Linked DNA regions of Xenopus laevis: region 1 is linked to region 2. Evidence: chromatin contacts called from public Hi-C data. All regions are on one chromosome and are shown on one strand. Each heading gives the region's core, a stretch centred on a gene start, on an enhancer-like site or on the middle of the called end of the contact. The rest is flanking DNA. Distances are from core to core; before and after follow the strand shown. Region 1 overlaps lnpep.S (leucyl/cystinyl aminopeptidase S homeolog). Region 2 holds the start of lix1.S (protein limb expression 1).

Region 1 (2,700 bases), core at 127-2,626, 160 kb after region 2:
TATCTGAACTATAGTATTGTTTCTGAAGCAAACAAATCCGTTTTACCAGTGCAGGGCAACACTACATGATATTTTCATTACATTAAAACACTTTCATTTTTTGGTGTTACTGTTCCTATAAGTATGAAGATAAGAAATATGAGATGAAGGAAAAAGTCAAAAGGTATATAGAAAGGGGCTCTATTTCATCACAAGATTTAAGACTTCATCAAGGTGTCTCAAGTGTTTTGGAGGCAATCAGTGACCCTCCATATATTGTTCCCAACTCCCAGCACCCTCTCTAAGTTTTCCACTCATTCTGAGATGTATATATATATATATATATATAATTATGCATGTAGCTGGAGCACTCAAATCATTAAGGTAATTGCCTAGGTGCAGGTTAACTTGAAAAATTTATAGAGCAACAAAAACCGCACACAAAGGACTTGTATAAGTGAAAAAAGATAACCAATTTATTGCAACGTTTCGGCCGAAACGTTGCAATAAATTGGTTATCTTTTTTCACTTATACAAGTCCTTTGTGTGCGGTTTTTGTTGCTCTATATATATATATATATATATATATATATATATATATATATATATATATATATATATATGTATGTATATATATATATATATATATATATTGCAGTTTAGCAACATCTAAACAGCCCCATACCGCCAACTTACTTATAAATAAATTAAATTACATTGACCCTTCTGTTCCTTTCTGCCCAGGCAGCAGTACAAAATAAATGTGTGTTGGTGCAAGAAAAGCTTTTTGCTATTGTCATATAAAGCTCCCTTCTTTGAACCTTTACTTTCATTAAAATGCACTGATAAAAATGTAAGGTTGGCTGCTGTAGTGCATCCCTCTCCAGTGCTCCAAGCATGGCCACAGCACAGTGCCTTTTCTCGTAAGTGTGTAAGAGAAAGGTTTGGGAATTCTTAGTTTACTGCATTTATCCAAAGGTAACTAGAGATTTGCCGAGGGTTGTTCACTTAAAACACCAATATATCAGCACTTTGTTGAGACATTCAGAGCAAGTTTAAGATGAATTAATATTTCATGTCCAGCATAAACTACACAAAATAACATTTTAAAAAGCAAGGCAAAATATTTGCTGGTAAATGCAGACGGACAGAAAGAGAATTTGTTGCATTAAAAAATTACATTAATAGACAAAAAATAATTCATTTCTTATCTTATACTGAAAATAAAAGGAAGAAATTTGATGAAGGCTATGCAACCTGAAAGACACAATACAAAGCATGGGACAAAAAACATAATAAGAACAACACAGAGCCCTTTACCCTGCAAGCATGAATATGTCATGGATGAGATTGGCTCGGTCACTGGAATGCAGAACTGTGTGATCCCTGTGAAGTTGCTCAATAAGGGCATCCCAGCCGTCAGCACCATAGTCAACTATATAGTAACCAGTCATGTTGACATTGAACTTCACCCATGGAAACTCACTTGACACATTTATTGTGCCTGAAAGGAAAAACAGGAAAAGACAATTTACTTCACTCAGCGCTGCAAAATATGTTGGCGCTCTAAAAATACATGTTAATAATAATTTAGTTTTGGATTTTTTACACTGATCAACAGAAACAGCAATTTCAATTTATTACACAGAAAAAAACTCTAACTAATTGCATAAATATACACCTCCTTCAAGTTAGTATCGTACATTCACCTTTGGCAGCAATTTCAGCCTTGAGTCTGAGTGGACAGGGGGTAGCTATAATCCTGTGATCCCCAACCAGTGGCTCCTGTGCAACACATTGCTCACTAACCCATTGGAAGCTGCTCTCAGTGGACTCAAACAGGTGCTTATTTTAAAATTTTTGGCTTGAAGGCAAATTTTGGTTGCATAAAAAACATGTGTACCAACAAACAGAACCTCCCATAGGCTGCCATTGCACATAGGGGCACCCAAAATAGTTAATCACAGGTCATATTTGGAACCCTCCGGGAACATCTTGGAGGCTTATGTTGCTCTCCAACTTTTTGTTTACCTCTGAATGTGTCTCACGGGTAAAAACATTTGGGTATTCCTGCTAATCACTAACATTTTCCCCCATTCTAATTTGCAAAAACCGATTAATCACTGCCAGCTTGCCTAGATTGTGAAAACAGACTTTTTCAATCAGCCACAATTACTCTGTTGGACTGAGATCTGAGGGGGCATTTACTCTGCCTCCAGACAGAAGCGCAAAAGTGCATCCTTTAGTCCTCATTCATGGAACATTACTGTCTGAGGCTATACCTGTGTTGAGAAAAGCCGATGCAAGCTTGCCTGCCTTCAAAGACACCAGTGGACTTTGACTTGCCCATTTCAGGACATTAACATTGTTTTTAAGTCATTCTTGTCCCATTTAGTCTTTATGCTTGGGATCTCCTCTGTATATGAAAAAGCCATACTGTGCAACCACCACGTTGGAAAATGGCTATGTCGTACAACAGCATCAGTACAGTCTTGCAGGGATATGTATGCAAACAAGTATTATTACTTACCTGTAGGCGCTTTCAGTAGATAGACTTTGTCACAGTCAGGATCCACACCATTACACTTTTTGGTTACATAAGTCAGTGGAATATGCCATACAGTACTAAATTAAAAAAAGAAGAGAATCACAATAAACATATAGAATGTGTATTTCAATATAAATTATTTTGTAAATCGTTGATGCATACATGAAAAGGCT
Region 2 (2,700 bases), core at 113-2,612:
TTCCTATAGAAGTCAATTACACATACCCCCCCAGTTATCTCACCTTAGACATTAATAAGGGGCCCCCTACATTAACTCTTGGGATACAGTTATAGTAACTGAAAAATACACAGCAACTGATATTTATAATCTTAGTTATTTCAATTGATCCAGTGACTTTTCTAATGTTTCGAAAAAATAATTTTATTCCCTGTCTGAGACTCTGGACAGATTCTGATTGAGTTTATTGCCTTCCTCTGGATCAACTAAGTCAAGTTGAGTGGCAGTACTGCTCCTGCCATAAAGTTAGATGAGAATCTTGGTTTAGGCGGCAGAGTAGCCACTGTACCAGAGGTCAAATCTTAGAAATAAATAGGGCAATGACACAAATGAAGATTTGTCGACCGCACTAAAGCTTTCACTACTGCAGACGACAAGTCTCCCTGAATATGCCTTACCCTTTGCTAACATTGGGGCTAAATTGTGGGAAATGGCAAAAGCAGGCATTTTCCTGTTATTAACCTGAATCACTGCAAATAATGTATGTTGTTCAAAGCATGAACAAATAAGCATGGAGGCAGCAAGGGCCTTAGAAATTACTCATGTAGAACTTAAACAAAAAGTTTAACTTGTTTGAGATGTCACATTACTTATTATACAAGTATGTAACAGTGACACTTTGTTTCCTTAAGGGCAGGACCACACGGCCGATTCCGACGCGCTGCGCAAAATCACAGGCGTCACGTCGGATGCGACGGAAACAAGGTAAGTAATGGCAGTGTCGGATCGAGTAAGATATGATGTTGCTTTTACATGGTGCTAAAAATTTATATTAAAAATATCCCCTTAATTGGAGCTCCCTATAGATGTTCTCTGGTCCCTGTCTGTGTTTCAAATGAGGGGTGGGCGTGTTCTAATGGTCCATGCCAGAAGTACATTAGGAGGGGGACAGCCAATCACAGCCCTGCAGTCACACAAGCGAAGACAGGCTTCAGTTCCCTATCAGGTCCTGCTAGCTGCCGATTGGTTCCTGCCCTACAGTGTAGTGAGCTGAGAGCCGCTGGCTTTCCTGCACAGCCTGGGAATTCAGGGAGCAGGAAGTGGAAGGTAAGGGACAGATTATAAGTGTTTTTGAAGAAATTCTCAATAAATCAGCCTGAAACACTACTTTTTAAAGCACAATTCTTCTATATCTAAATGAGTATAATGCACTGGTACGTTCTTATTTTTTACACAAAATCCCTCCTTTCAGCAGCTTTCATTCTGCACCAAACTGCACTTGTGAATTGAACAGCTTCACTGCAACATTTTCAGTGTTTCCTCTCTAAAGAAAACATCTCCATGATCCCTTTTACTTATTGAAAAAGCAAAGTGAAAGGCTTGTGGAGAGTGCACATGAATAGAGGAATGCTTTTCACATGACAAGCTACTCTAACTGGCCTGTAGGTGGGTGTGTTGAACAGAAGGAAGGGCTGGGAATGAATCCGTCAGCCAGTCTTACAGCTAATTAGCTCAGCCTACAACAAAGATAAGCAAGCCAGGGAGGAGGACCCCCTAAGGGTCTTTACATTCTGTCCTATGTCTGATTGGCAGATTTTAAAAGAGATTGCTTAGCAATCCACTGCATCAATGAGCTGTACCAATTCGGGAGAGAAGTGGAGTAAGTCAGGCATGAGGACAGTGTGTGCAGCAGGCAGCTTGAAGGACTCACAACAAAAATGGACAGGACATTGGACTCTTTGCAGCTTCTAGTGACTCAGGTGCTGCCCCAGAGTGACCCAAACATAATATTCAAGGATTGTAAGTATTACAGAACTGACTTGTTAGAATGCATGAGGAATCTGGTACAGCAGCTGTGTGCAGTGCTTTTAGGCTTTTCTCATATTCATTTCGGCATGTTATGAGTAATCAGGCTGGAGGGATGAGTTTGCTCAGGAGTTACTTTTGGAAGCAGCTGTAAATGGGAACGGTGCTGAAAGTCACAGAAATGAGATGTCGTTTTCTCTGAGGCGTGTTTGTGTTTCTGCAGAAAAATCAGTATGTGTCAGAAGGAGAACAGAGGGCACATTGACATAAGAACATTCCTAAAGTTGATAGTACAGCGTGTCTCACCCCTATCGAGCACCACCTCACTGCTGGAAGATGTGTTCAGTTGTGGCACATTAATATTACAGGACTAAATGATATGATGTGATCTATAAAGAATGGTGACTATTTGCACTAAATGCCCTGCCGCCACTTTGCTCGCTGCTGCTGCTTTATTTTTATTGCCATCCTACAAGCTGTAGGTTAAGTTTCTGGCTTTGTTTATAGATTTGCAGGGTGGCTTGTTAAACAACACAATTATTAGTCATATATAATAAAAATTTGCTTTCATACAATACTTGTGTTGTGTCCTGAATATCACTTTCCTTTGAATGGCTATAAAGAATGTGTTTAAATGTGTTTCTGTTTCATCCTTTATTACTTTGCAGTATGTAAACTAGCAGATGTGCTCTCTATATACTATATTGATCATGTTGCACTGGCAATAGCTGGACGTACCTCTAAATTGCAAGCGTCCCATTTGCCCACTGATGCTGTTGGGTTACAGGGATGAATGATACGCTCACTGAGTTACAGTATTTATAGTGTTAATGGAATTTTCTTCTTATAGTTTTTCCTGTTACATAATTCTGTCTAATTTAATTCTGTCTAGCAGCCAGAGACCATTCTAAGTAG

What was found. Hi-C and Micro-C count contacts between places; a contact is called where the count stands out from the background.
Region 1: a contact with region 2 is called in a Hi-C map of the XTC cell line, with 4 times the contacts expected there. The contact joins the enhancer-like site here to the promoter of lix1.S in region 2. A contact is called at or near these places in 2 of 4 Hi-C or Micro-C datasets (the XL177 cell line and the XTC cell line).

Annotation. Positions count from the first base shown.
Region 1 is chr1S:164,890,220-164,892,919 of Xenopus_laevis_v10.1, forward strand. lnpep.S (leucyl/cystinyl aminopeptidase S homeolog) reads right to left here. Exons shown (of 18, transcript NM_001086558.1): 11 at 2,510-2,604; 12 at 1,300-1,483. Among protein-coding and RNA genes, the nearest start is that of lnpep.S, 42 kb to the right of the region's middle. Within about 2 kb of position 1,377, at least 1 of the 7 cell types and tissues checked has an H3K27ac peak or open chromatin away from gene starts, as enhancers often do.
Region 2 is chr1S:164,727,776-164,730,475 of Xenopus_laevis_v10.1, forward strand. lix1.S (protein limb expression 1) reads left to right here and starts at 1,363. Exons shown (of 6, transcript XM_018244345.2): 1 at 1,363-1,779. The coding sequence starts at 1,698.